Regions from separate parts of the Gossypium hirsutum genome. Here all the other regions are linked to region 3. Evidence: chromatin contacts called from public Hi-C data. All regions are on one chromosome and are shown on one strand. Each heading gives the region's core, a stretch centred on a gene start, on an enhancer-like site or on the middle of the called end of the contact. The rest is flanking DNA. Distances are from core to core; before and after follow the strand shown.

The links. Hi-C and Micro-C count contacts between places; a contact is called where the count stands out from the background.
Region 1: a contact with region 3 is called in a Hi-C map of leaf, with 3 times the contacts expected there. The contact joins the promoter of LOC107931703 here to the enhancer-like site in region 3. A contact is called at or near these places in 5 of 34 Hi-C or Micro-C datasets (fibers and leaf).
Region 2: a contact with region 3 is called in a Hi-C map of leaf, with 1.6 times the contacts expected there. The contact joins the promoter of LOC107931696 here to the enhancer-like site in region 3. A contact is called at or near these places in 2 of 34 Hi-C or Micro-C datasets (both in leaf).

The regions. Positions count from the first base shown.
Region 1 is chrA08:115,695,923-115,700,701 of Gossypium_hirsutum_v2.1, reverse strand. It overlaps LOC107931703 (F-box/LRR-repeat protein 13), which reads left to right and starts at 3,253. Exons shown (of 4, transcript XM_016863639.2): 1 at 3,253-4,459; 2 at 4,565-4,723. The coding sequence starts at 3,470.
Region 2 is chrA08:115,749,990-115,755,005 of Gossypium_hirsutum_v2.1, reverse strand. LOC107931696 (thylakoid lumenal protein TL20.3, chloroplastic) reads right to left here and starts at 1,969. Exons shown (of 7, transcript XM_016863635.2): 1 at 1,567-1,969; 2 at 1,245-1,442; 3 at 1,126-1,155; 4 at 920-1,026. The coding sequence starts at 1,330.
Region 3 is chrA08:115,529,795-115,534,659 of Gossypium_hirsutum_v2.1, reverse strand. No RefSeq gene overlaps it. Among protein-coding and RNA genes, the nearest start is that of LOC121205154, 7.4 kb to the left of the region's middle. Within about 2 kb of position 3,454, at least 3 of the 9 cell types and tissues checked have an H3K27ac peak or open chromatin away from gene starts, as enhancers often do. A contact at or near this core is called in leaf, where this site is marked.

The DNA.
Region 1 (4,779 bases), core at 2,004-4,503, 170 kb before region 3:
ATCTAGCATAATTAAGCGGAGTTGCATGCAATCCTAGAGATAGGATGACATAAATCTGTCGGATTAGAGTCAAATCCAATAGGGGAATCCATAAATCGAGTTAATGTGACAATAGGAGTTTTAATTAGAAAGAGATTTCAATTAATCAACCTAGAGTCAGTTGTTCTTAGTCTCGAAAGAGATATTAACATAATTTATGGATTTCTACGGATCAAGACAAGTGACTAACTCGTTTAATTCAAAGTCAGAATAATAAGTGAAGTCTAGGAGGATTCTTCATTGGGTATTGTCCTTATTATTAGTTTATTTGATTATTTCCTTCATTCTCTGTCACGTTCATTAGTTAATTAGTTTAGTTAATTTTAGATTAAAACAAATCCCTCTTATTTTAGGCTAAACAATAGAAAGATAGTTAATACTAGTACTTTTAGTCCTTGTGGATACAATATTCTGGACTCACCATAGCTATACTACCATTCGATAGGTGTACTTGCCTCTGTCGTGATCGTAGTCTAGCTTAGTGAACCATAAAACGATCATCAAATTTTTGGCACTGTTGCCGGGGACTAAAATATTAGGAACACTTAATTTTTATTACTTTAGCCATTTTTATTTTTATTTTATTTTTTGTTTTACTGTTAATTTACTAACTTTTCTTTTATTTGCTTCTGGCATGTTCCTTTAGTTTATGAGTAGAAGAAACCGGTCAGGACCTCTAGCATTCGACTGTGAGATCGAAAGTACAGCTCACAGAAACCGTAGAGAAGCAAGGCAAAGTCAACAAAGTACAATAGAAGAGCAATAGGATATTATTATTAATACTAAGGAGATGGCAGAAAATCATAATAATCAGTTACCTCTTGTGGTTGTTGTAAATCCTGTAAATCCGAATCCTACTCCTCGTACTATGTACGATTATGCCAAGCCCAATTTAACTGGGGTTGAATCGAGTATTGTTAGACCTGCTGTTGCTGCAAATAATTTTGAACTGAAACCTAATGCTATTTAAATGATTCAACAGTTTGTTAAGTTTGATGGTTTGCGGGACGAAGACCCAACTACTCATTTGACTAATTTCTTAGAATTCTCGACACTTTCAAGATAAATGGCGTTTCTGATGATGCCATTCGCCTACGGTTATTCCTCTTTTTGTTGAGAAATAAGACTAAGCAATGGTTGAACTCCCTACCACGAGGTTCTATCACTACTTGGGATCAAATAACCGAGAAGTTTTTGCTGAAGTACTTGGGATCAAATGATGCTATGCTGATAGATTTCAAAGACAAAATGATGAGTATGCTTGAAATGTCTAATTTGGGTGAAATGTCCTATTTCCTTGGGATGGAGTTATTTTAGACTCAGCAAGGGATTTTCATAAGCCAAAAGGCATTTGCCTTAAAAATTTTAAACAGATTTTTCATGCAAAATTGCAAAGCAACCATTACTCCAGTTGTTGTTGAAGGAAAGCTATCTAGCTAAGGTGGTTTTGATAAGGTTAATAAATCTACCTATAGGAGCTTAGTGGGATGTTTGTTCTACTTAACAGCCACAAGACCAGACATAATGTTTGTAGTCAGTCTCCTATCCAGGTTCATGCACTATTGCAATGTGAACCATTTTCAAGCTGCAAAGAGAGTTCTCAGGTACATCAAAGGAACTCTGAGCTTTGGAATTATGTTCACCAAGGTTGACACAATAAAGCTTGTTGGTTTTACTAATAGTGATTGGGCAGGATCAACTGATGATATGAAAAGCACTTCAGGGTATCTGTTTACCCTTGGATTAGCTGTTTTTTGTTGGAGTTCAAAGAAACAATCCATTGTTGCTCAATTAACAGCTGAAGCTAAATATGTTGCAGCTGCATCAGCTGTTAATCAAGAAATTTGGTTAAGAAAGCTAATGGCAGATATGAACTTACATCAAAGAGAAGCAATAGAGATCAGAAGTGATAATCAATCTGCTGTTGCAATTGCAAAGAATCCAGTATTTCATCGCAAAACAAAATATTTTAAGATCAAGTTTCATTTTGTTAAAGAAGTGGAATAATCTCAAGAAATCAAATTGGTTCATTGCAGTTTTGAAGATCAGTTAGCTGATATATTCATAAAACCTCTTGGTGTACCAAGGTTCGAGAATTTGAGAGCTAGATTAGGAGTTTGCAGCATGGAAGCCAAGAAGGAATGTTAAAAGATGGCTTTCATGCAGACCATAGCAGTTCGAGCCATGCAAGTTGCAGCTGAAGAATATGTTGCTGTTTTGTTACTTTTTAGTTGATGTTTTTGCTACTTAGTTACACTAGAACTAAGTATGTAAGGGATTTGATGCAATTTGGTGCTGATAGATTTGATAAATCATCTTAACCAAGTGTGTAAGCAAAGTTTTGTACGTTTCAAGACTTTGTTAGTGGAGTTAGGTGTGTTTAGGCAATATTTTCATCTTTTTGACAAGTTGATTACTTGATATATGTAATGCTTTGTTTCAGAAATGAGATGATGAATCATTCACCAGAATTCTCTTCTTGTTTTGGTTCTTATTGAGTAATCTGTTCTTGTTACAATTTAAGTCGATTTCCTTGTTTGTTCAGCAAGTTACAGTAGCTTCTAGCTCAAGACTTTGCTGTGATTTCTTGATCTGTTTTCTAAGTTCCTACAAAATAAAAAATAAAAAAAATCAAACACCAGATTTAACCTCATCAACCTTTGACTTCTTTATCAACTTCATATCCGATTTAGTATCCTATAACGATTTTCTAATAGCCATTTGTTTTGGTCTTGATCCAACACCAAAAACATTTCATGAAAGGAGTCTCATCAACCCCCACTCCGCCTTTGACAATCGCTTCTAATTCTATTTAGTTCCATGGTAACTAGCTCATCAATAATCTCTTTATCGTCCCTGTTGATCTCAACCCAGTTTAAGAACTCTGGTTTGCTACTACATATCAGGTGTTTTGCTTTGTCTCACATATTCCTTTCTAATTATTTTCCCCAACAGTTCCATATCAATGTATTTTGGTTACATTAGAGTGGTCCATGTCTATCTCCCTGATAAAATCATTGACCGCACAATCAGTATGCCTATTGTGTTGGGCCCTGTTTCTCACTTATATTAAATCCATTTGGGTGGAAACTGAATCCAGCCCAGTACATTGGATTGCTTTGCTCCGTGCTCGCTCTTTAATGAATGACAATTTCCTACCTTAAGTTATGGGTATATTAAGTCGATTTTATACAACTGGAAATAAAATTTACTGGTGTCAACTGAAACTGCTATTAATCAGTTAATTAAAGGGGAAAAAATGATCGACCAAAAACAGAAAAAACCGAAGTGTCTTTCCATGTTTATTTTTTCTTTCATTCTTGTTCTTGTTTTCTTTTAGAAAGAGTGGATTCCCATTTTATACTTGATTAAACAATCTTCTTGCTTTCTTTGTTTCCAGTTTGTAGTCGTTGGATTTTGTTGATCAAAGATGGAAGTTGTCATGGATTCTAGTCTTCGTCGTCTTGTGAACAGAAGGCTGGAATGGTTGGAAATGACCAAGGATCAGGTTTCAGATTGGAACGCCGGAACAAGTCGTAGACGAGACCGACTCAGTGCATTACCTAATACAGTGCTTTCCCGCATTCTATCCAAGATGCCCATGGACTCGGTTGTCCGAACCAGCATCTTAAGTAAAAGGTGGAGTAATCTCTGGAAGCACACCCAAGGCGTAGATTTCCACAGTTTACCCTTCTCCGATAACCAAGCCGACTATTCTCCAATTACTCGCTGCTTAGACCTCCTCCTATCTCCTCAGATCATAAAATTCACCACTGTTGGCCACGTTAGCGAGCGTTCTAACCCTGATGTACAAAGATGGGTCAATTTTGCACTCTCCAAGAACGTCCGTCAACTGACGATAGGCCTCATGTCAGTTTCTTTAGCAAGGAGATTCTTTCAGTTGCCAGATTCTCTTTTCTCCAATCGAAGTAAAATACTGGAGCACCTTGTTTTAAGCTTTGTTGACTTTAAACCACCTCGTCCTGGTCAACCTATTGCTGCGTCAGTCTTTTCTTCTCTTAAGCTTCTTGTTCTCACCCACTGCAAACTTGCAGATGCGACTGTGGATTTGTTCCTTCGTAAATGCGTCCCTCTTGAGGAATTGGTCATTAATATGTGTGAGGGGCTTAAGAATGTTAACATCAGTGGTCCAAATCTTAGGCTGATTAGTTTTAGGTGTCTTGAAGATAGTGATGATGGGGAGTTCAGGTCATTACGTGTTGATGCTCCACTTGTCGGAAACCTGGTTTACTCAGGTGACTTGACCAAATTTTATTTGAACAACTGTCCGGTATTACAAATTTTACTCTTGCAAGGGAGGGAGGAACCAATGAATGAGGCATATACTGTCCACGTTAGAGAATTGATCGATCAAATCAGGCATGTGAACACTATGATTCTAAATTTTGCGGTTGTGGAGGTACCTTTTGTTTCGTCTTATTTTTCATACATTGTTTTAATCTTGCATATTCTTGGATATATAGTTGTTTCTGATATATATATATATTGCTTTGGTATAAATAAGTTCGTCGCAAAAGAGTACTACACAAGAGGCATCCCATTCCAAACATTCCAAAATCTCACGCATGTTTTTTGGTATGGTCCACTAAAATCTCCAAATGCGGTTTACAACCTGGTTGCCTTCTTAGGGGATTGCCCCTCTCTCATAGAAATTGCAGTAGATGTAAGTTCTGGACCAATACTTTTAAAACTTAATTGAAATTAATGATGCTTTTCTTA
Region 2 (5,016 bases), core at 720-3,219, 220 kb before region 3:
TGTTCACAATTTCAGATGATGAAGCTTCGGAATCACCTGAGAAAGTTTTGCCTAAAGGCTATAAACCCCACAAAAGGGTCGTGGCTGTCCGGGATTTTCCTACTCCACCAACAAAGTTTCAAACTCCATGCTCTGAAGGTCAATACTCTAGCCCCAGTTATGATGAGAAAAAACTTGAATCGATAAAATCAATGGAAGCGGAACCTTCAGTATAAAGATGAATTGGAGTCCGGGTACGGTTTGATATCTAGGGACGCCATTATTCCTGTGTAACAACATTAGCCTTATTTCATCAGAAGAAGGAAGGGATATGCCAAAGGTTAGAGGCTCAGTGGAGTTTAATGATCTATCAGAAACTTCTGAGCATGAAGCTATGGATTTAACAGAGGAAATAGCATCCAACTTCACGTCTCCACTCGACACAATAGATTCAACTTCTGGTTCTCCCAATGGCTATAGAGGAAGGGGTTCCCCAAATAGGGAGGAGGGTATCTTGGAATCAACTAGTTTTAAGCTGAAAGGATTTAGTCATAAGCTGTCTGATGCAGAAGATCCCTTACTTGAAGCACAAAGTGATTCAGAAAGATTCTCCACAAATTCTCGCCAGAACTCTGAAAGCTTATCAAGCCAATGTCCAAATACTACAGAAAAGAGGGTACCAAATAGCCCAAGGAGTAAAAAGAGAAGCGCCTCCAGGTCTAGCACAACCAGGGATACAAACAAAAGGAAAAGAGAGAAGACTTTTCTCCAAAGTTGGGCAAGTTCGAGCTTCTAGATAATTTCATGAGTTACAAATAGATTATAATTTTCATTTAGTTTTGTTTGATTTGATGGAAAAAAAATTGTCATTATGTGTACTTGTATGTGTTACAAATTATCATGGATGAAGTAAACTAATTTCGTTTGGCAGAAAATTTACCTGTGAAATTTGCTCTGTATGCAACTGCTTTCTCAAGGTATGCACCATTGAAGGTTGAACCACTGAAATCAGATTCCCTCATATCAGCAGATGTGAAGTTTGCCCTTCTGTTTCAACCATTTAGATTTCGGATTGATTATGAGCACTAGTGAATCCTCAGTTTGATTGCCAAGAAGTAATTGAAATTCTTTACTTTGAAAAGTTACCTGAAATTTTCGTTCACGTGAACAGCTTTTCTGCACGACATAAGACAGAAAATCAAACCCTTCCTAAACCAAAAACAGAGATGTTGAGCATATAATTTAGATGTTGTAATAAAACGCACTTCAAATCCGCAGAACCAAACTGTGCAGCAGATCCGATACCAAATTCACCACGAGTTTCTGCCTCAAACTTATTAAGTTCAGCCATAGCAGAGATATCAGAGCCAAAACAACTATGGCTGCTGCCAATGCTGTTGAAAGCAAGGGTTTCCAGATCTTAAACTTAGCATCCCTAACTTCATACGTATTGTTGGAACAATCTTCCTTTTTCAAAGGAAAACTATGTTAAAATTGAGTACCTAAAAATGATAATAATAATAATAATAATAATAATAATAATAATTGATGAAACGAACAAGCAGAATCAAGATATCATTTACTCACCGCTAATTCGAGCTTTGATTTCTGAATTATTAACCTGGCAATAGACGCCAAAACGTTTTGAGAATGAGGGAAGATGGCGGGATGAAGCTTTTGAAGAAGAAGAAGAAGAAGAAATACTAATTAGAGGGTTGATGGATAAAGAGGAGAGTGAAGGCACTGCCATTTACAGGTAGTGGTTTGGTTTCTTGTTGTTACGAAGAAGAGGAAGCTGGTTCAGATGGGCATAGTGGCAGTTTTGATATTAAAATGTTTGCTCCAATTTTATCCACTTGTTTTTGCAGTAACGGGACTGGTTGGGATTAACACACGTCTCTTGCTTGTTTTTCATTGGATGTTGCCTTTCCATCTGTTTATTCTGGGGGAATTTTAAAGTTTAATATTTTCTTCCTGAAAAAAATATCATGAATTTGAATTTTTACTCGATTATCATATTCAACGAAGGTGGGGAACTGGTTACACAAATTTACAACTTAATCCTTATATCTTTACTTTTACAAATTTAATCTCTTTATTTTTTAAAATTTTTAAAATTTAAGTTCAATTATTAATACAAATATTTTTTAAAAAATTTATTGATGTGACATTTGAAAATAAAAAACCTTACTTCATAGTCATATAACTAAAAAGATGACTTTGTAATAAACTAAAATTTGACAAAATAATTTTAATTGTATTAATTAAAATCTAAAAAATAAAAAGACTGAATTCTAAAATTTATAAAGAGTTAAGGTCCTTATGCTATATTTTAACAAAAAAAAAAAACTCTATAACTAACAAATTGATGGAAAATCCTGTTATCATATAGTGGATCAGTGTGGACCTTCAGTTCAGGTTTTTAAATGGATCCTTCACATTATATAATTGGCTTACTTTACAATTTGGACTTTGAATTATACTCAATTTTCTATTTTGATATCTAAATTTTTTTTATTACTAATTGATATTTAAAATATCAATCACTTCTCAATTTGAATCTAAGATATGCTTTCGTTATATTTTTTAATTCATTTTTTGACAGACGTTAAAAAGAATCTAATGACCAATCACAAAGTGGAGATTTTATGTAAAAAAATAAATAGTTTCTTTCATTAAACATATATACTCATTAAAAAACATGAAACAAAAATAAATATATAACAATTAGGAAAATATATATAATCTAGAAAAAAATATAAATTATAAAAAATTATAAAAATAAAATTTACAAAAAATACGATAATTAAAAAGAAATTAGTTGAAATTAATAATATATTACAAAAAATGTAAAAAAATGTAAAAATTATTTAGAAAAGTTTGAAAATAAAATTCTTTTATAAAATTCTATAAAGTATTTAAATTTCAAGTTTTTTTTCTTTTGCAATTACTTGAAATTTAAATACATTTTTAATTTTCATAAAAAATTAATTTTTATATATTATTTTTAATTTTTAAAATTTATAATTATATATTTTAGAATTTTATAAAAAATATTTTCTTAAAATTTTTATATATTAATATAAATTTTTACAATTTTTATCAATATAATATATATAATATTAAAAAAGGAAACGTGGTGTATATTGTTATATTTGTTATCAATAAAATTTAATATTTTTATTTTTAAAAAAATTTAATTGTCATGTGGTATTTTTTCATTTGTCAAAATAAGTCACATTGTACTTTTCCATTGGCCAAAGTGGGTTAATAGATTTTTCTTAAAGGCCCTTACAAAATTGACCAAAAATAGAGAAAATTGATACTTAAGGTACCAAATTAGAAAACAAATGTTTCAGTACCAAAGTGAAAAATTAAATATACTTTAAGAATTAAACAGTAAATTATGCCTATATAATTTATCGGGCAGAAGATGTGTAGCAACAAGCCTGCCTCTCTAGTCTCTATTACAATAAATTTGTTTTATCATTATTAGATTTGGTCGTGCTGGATTATTTATTAAAATTATTATATTTTAAAATTAATTAATTTAAAGATAATTTTAAGTAAAAAATTATTTTTAGTGTCAATAATTTATTAGTATAAATAAAAATAAAAGAATAATTTAGTGGACTTTTTTTATATATATAAAATGATGTATCTTTATTTGATAAGCTTTCTGTAAAAAAAAATAGAACGCCGGTAATGATAATATATCGCAAAGAAAAGAGAAATAAAATAAACAACACACAAATTTTTACATGAAAACTATTTCGGGAAAAAACCACGGGCAGAGAAGAAAAAAATCACTATGTCGAATTCGAATTAATTACAAGAGGAATAGACTGTCAATTTATAGGCTTGTAAAATCGTATTCTAATAGGAGTGTAGTAAGATTGAAACACCTTATTTAAATCAATATCAAATGGATGGAGTTTAATAAGGTTTAAAAAACCTTATTCTAAAATAAAATAAAAGAAGTGTAGTTCTATAGAGATTTTACTTTTATTTTATTTTACCACTGTATTTTATTTAAATAAGGATTCGGGTCACTTAATTCTAACAATCTCCACCTTGACATGAATTTTCAATGAATAAGTTCTTCATCGCGAACTCTCAACGAACAAGTTCTCCACCTCTTCCATAAAACCCCTTAAGGGTTTAACTTCAACAATGAACACCAACCAAGTTTAAGCAATGCTCAAACTTAGTTATAGGAAGTGACTTAATCATCATATCTGCAGGATTTTCATGAGTACTAATTTTGCTCATAACAATATCACTACGAGCAATAATATCACGAACAAAATGATATCGAACATCAATGTGTTTTGTTCTCTCATGAAACATTTGATCTTTTGTAAGGAAGATGGAACTCTGACTGCCACAAAATACTGTATTGATTTGAAGGTATTCATTGAGTTCACTAAAGAGTCCCTTCAACCAAATAGCTTCTTTACAAGCCGCAATAATCACCATGTACTCAGCTTCAATGGTAGACAAAGTGACTATAGTTTGCAAAATGGCTTTCCAACTGATTGCACAACCTCCGATTGTAAAGACATAACCTGTAAGAGGTCTTCTTCTATCAAGGTCTCTAGCAAAATCAACATCAACATACCCAATGACTCTATCTCTAGTTTTTCCAAACATCGGTAGTACCTCGTAAGTATCTTAAAATCCACTGAACTACTTTCCAATATTCTTTATCGGGATTCCCCATGTATCTGCTAACTGTGCTAAATGCATATGATAAATCTGGACGTGAACAAACCATAGCATACATGAGAGATCCCACTGCACTAGAGTATGAAACATGTGACATGTACTCAATCTTATCATCTAATTGTGGAGACAAAGCCAATGAAAGTTTAAAATGGATTGCTAAAGGAGTACTAACAGGCTTAGCACTCTGCATATTGAACTTGCAAAAAACTTTTTCAACGTACCCCTTCTGACTTAGGTACAATTTACTTGATTTTCTATATCTGAGAATCTCTATACCAAGCATCTTCTTTGCTGGTCTCAAGTTTTTCA
Region 3 (4,865 bases), core at 2,205-4,704:
CAGTGTAAATTGCAATTAAATCGCGAACCATCAAGTAGATGAAGTCATTAAAAACAAGTTGAATCCATTGTTTACATTTTGGATCAAATATCTTCACCCAAACTACAAAATGAAAACGTTTTTTGCCCAAATCCCTTGAAGCTTTTCTACTTTTTGTCTCCGCACACTTAGTTTCTATGCTCAAGATAACCAGATCAAACTCAACATCTAGAAAAAAAACCTCAGCATTCCCCCCCCTCCCCCTTTTTTTTTGCTAAAAACCTAATACTTACAACATTGAATCAATCAAGCGAAAAAGACTGATGAGAAAGAGGAAAGTCAGAGATGAACTGAACACTGAAAGGTGGTTTTCTCGTAGATTGAACGAAAAAAAAAAGGGGACATATAAAAGATTAATGAGAAAAAAGACAAATGGGGTGAGCGACAAAGGAAAAAAATGAAAATGGGAAACTTAAAAGTGAAAGTTCGAGAGTGAAAGCTTTTGAGTTATGTGGGCTTAATTGTAGTTTATAAACTCAAACGCTGATCCAAATTAAAAATAGATAATTTAATTAATTTTATCTTTAATCTATTTCTAAAAACCTTTTTAAAAAATACTTACATTTGTTTTTTTAGTTTTATGGAGAAAAATACCTCTACTTTTAATTTTCAATCCTTCCCAATCAATTTTAAAAAAAAAAATACACACACACTACAAGTATTTGGTGTTGAGAGGGAACAAGGATATGACAAATAATGACTTTAATTTCTCACCCTAGTTAGTGAACAAGACCTTTTTTCATTTAGTTTTTATATTTAACATTTAAGCTACTTAAGCATCTTTGTAAAAGTTTTAAAAAAATCGGAACTTTCGAACTTCCTATTAATGAACAAAGAATACTTTTCTAATTCAAAAAGAATGAACTCTGCAATGTATTTATTACTGAGAGCCAATAAAATAATGACAAATTGAGGCCTTAATTTACATTTGATCCCTAGTGTTTGATCCTAATTCCATCCTTGTCTACACATAGGAACTTTCCATCAAATGCCTTTTTCCTTGCTGCATTCAAAGTTCAAACTCAAAGATGATCCTAACTTTCCAACTTCACCCGCTTTGTTCACTAGTCAAACTCTCAACACCACCATTGTCACTGGTCATCGGAAATTGGGACAGTTGTTCGAGCATGGCTTATACTGGAGGCCAGAAAGCATGCTATCATGAGACACGATTTTTACCCACTTTAGATCTTTGGATCTTAGACCGCTTCTATTGTACCTATCAACGATTTTGGGTCGGGAAAGGGCCATATTGAATTCAAAGGATCCTTTAGTTACATCCTTTGTACATGAGATAAAAGCCTAATTCTATCCCATTATCAAGCAACCAAAGACCATGTTTTCTCTCTTTCTTTATAAGCTTTTGTTAGGATTTCCATTTACCCTTGTTTCGCATGGATGAATTTTTCATTTCAATTAAGTAAAATATGTATTTATCATCGTGGTTGAATAAATTTGAAAAAAAAATTTATAATCTTTTTTTAATAATATATGTGACTCCTATTTCAGTCAAATTTGAGAAATAATATTTCAGTTAAACTTTATTTATTTGTTTTAATCAAACTTTGATTAGTTTAGATTGTTTTATTATTATTTGACCTATGAATTTAGCCTATAAATAGGCTTTTTTGCAATATACCCATTAGATATTAGAACTCATAATACATTTAGAGAATGTTATGTTTACATTTTGAGGGTTCTTTGTTTTCAGATTTTCAGGGTTAAGTTTTTATCTCTATTTTTGTACTTTTTGTTCTTTTGCCATTATAGTAAAATTATCTTTGCCTGTGATTTTTTATTCTCTTTGGAGAGTTTTTCCACATTAAATTTAAGTGTTTAATTTCTCAATTTCTTTAGTTTTTTTTTTTACTTATTGCTTAGTTAGGTCAATTCCAACAATATGTAATTAATTTTTTTATGACAGAGGCATATCCTTAAAAGGAGCTTAGAACCCAAAGAAAAAAGGGAATTGCCGCAGTTTAAAATTTTTAATATATTTTTGAAAATTTTAATTATTCTCCAAAAAATTAATATTAAGATTGGTTATTGTTTTATGATTTTAGGTGTGAAAGGAGAAAACTCAATCCATTCATTATTAGGAATATCTGTAAGTTTTTTTTTTGTGAAAAACAAAAGAGACAAAACTAATTAGTTACATCCAACATACTTGAGAAAAAACCTTTTGACTGCTCTAAATCTAACAGATTCCGAATCCTGAGAGAAGGAAAATTAAAGAAGTGCAGATTCCTTCTAGAAGATAGAGCTTCATTTGCCATGTAATCAGCAGCTTCATTTTGTTCTCTGGGGATATAGCGCAAACTCTATGAACTCTCCTGAGATAGCATCCTCTGAATTCGCCCGATTAAAGCAAAGTTTGTAGTGGCAAGGTTACTTCCCTGAATAGCTCAAATGACATCCAGATTGTCCGAGAGAATTATAGCAGAGAATTATATCTGTAAGTGTTTTTATGTTGTAAATAAATTACAAAAAAGTTGAATATCTATAATTGTACAAGAATGAGTGAGAATTGAGCTTAAATAAATCTTCATTTATTTTACATTTCTAGTTTTCAGTTGTTTGCAACTCAGCACGAATATTATTTGCATAATCCACATTGCTCATATGTTAAACACTATAATAAAGAGCCTCTTTCTACAACAAGACAACTTAGCCGAAATCCTGGAAGAACATATGGTTCACGTCGTAAATATGAGCTGAAACATCTGCGTTTAAAGTATTATCCTTTCCTATCTGTCTCAATTATTGAGAATAGAGAAAAAAAGAAAGTAAGCCCAATGCTTTTACTTCTTTAGCACTTACTGAAATCTAACCTTTAAAGGATGAGGGTCACCAAAATGTTAGGATCAAATTGAACTCTTGTCCTATGTATTGTTGTACATATGTATTATAAAATAATGATCACATAAACCCGTGCCAATCTGAACCATGTTTATGCATTTTTGAAATACGTATAATAAAATTTTAATCACTAGATTATGTACCGAACTCTCTCTCGCCCTCCTAGCTAATAGTAACACCTGAGTTTTAGTTTAGGGTCCCAATCGGAGACAGATTATATGCAAGAGTTAATTGGATGTGCGTCTACATCGCTGTGAATTGGTCAGGACCATGTTTCTCGCCAAGATGCCCAATTCACACGCCATGGAAACTACCTGACAAAAAATTGAACTAAAAGAGAGAGCATCGACAACTGAAACTTGTTGACCCAGAGACCAGGCAATGAAGGTCTCCGTGATTGACTTAGCAGCCTACCATATGTGAATAGCACGTGGCATGCATGATCTAAACAGGCGGAGATGAGGGAAATTTAACCCTCCATGTCCCTCAAGACTCGAGAAGATGCAATGCAAGTGGCGGTTTGGCCATGCAGCTTTGTCTTCAAAACACTGGCCCCTACCCACCTTCCCTTCCACTGTCGGACCCATGTGTTCTTGTGGCTGTTTGCACCCCGTGCCCTCTCAGTTCCCTCTTTTTTCAATTCTACTGACTTCTTCACCCAAATCCACATGTTTAATCGTAATTTGGAATTGTATGAATATATACTTAGCGTATACGGTCGACATGTTTAAAGATCACCAAAGTTGAATGACTTGAATCTCATCCTTAGCCATAATTAAATTATGACGATAGCTCTCAGGCTTTGTATAAGCTTCGTATACAAAATTGAAAACTATGTATATCAGGTTACTTATTTCTTGCAAGTAAAAAAATATATAGAATAATCCCTACTTCAGGGGCAAAACTGGAATCGGCTCTTCCTCTACTAGCTTGATTACATATATTCTTCTATTTTACAAATTTTATGAATGGTTCAGCTCTGGAGAACGCTAAGCACTTCAAAAATTAAAGCATGGTCAATGAAATGGAAATTTTAGTTTTGCATGCTTTCTCACGCTTCTGATCGTAATTTCTTTTTTAAAAAAGGAAGTTGCAATAAAAAGAAGTATATATTTTAATTTCTAGGTCTGAAACTGGGATGTATATATTTGTTTGATAAAAGGAGGGCTAAGCTCTTAGATTAGCCATTACATTGTGACGCCCAGCCTATCGTCTATCCCAATATATTCAAATTGACAGCTTTTACAAAATATAAAAGGTTTCCTTGTGAGAGAGAAAGGTAACTCCCTTTGTTCATGCGTGTAGAGTGATACATATTTTTTCTTGGGTGTTTTCAGCTGAAACCGCGTTTTTTAAATCCTAAGTAAACATTCATGTTTGTAGGTAAATTAAGACATCTTCTTCGTGCTTAATCAACCCAGAACTATGCAGGGGTCTTACCCATAATAGAATTATTTTTTTTTAATTAGAATAAAGCCCAAACAATAAATTTGACTCGAACTCAGATCATACTGAGAACAATGAACACCTTTGATCGTCGTGTTATCCCATGAGGTTCGTAATTTTATTTTTAATCCTTTTTAAAATGAATTTTTTTATTTATTTAACACAATAGTAAAATTAGATTATAACCTCTTAAATATTTATAATTCAATTATGATATGTGAAAATAAAAAAATTCTATTTCTTTTAAAAGTTATATAATTCTAAATTAAAATTATGAGAAATTTATATCTTCATCCATTCAAAAATTTGAAATTTAATTTGTCATAATAAACTCTAGTTTTACCTATTCGACTAAAAATCTCATAAATGTGTGATGATTATCAATGATCAAAGAAAGCTAGGTACGTGTAAAATTAGCCCTATGTTTGGGTAAATAATTATAAAAGAAGAAAAAATGAAAAAAAAGAAAAAGAAAGAGAAAGAAGTTTAAAGAAAGGATGTTATTATTTTGTATGGACAAA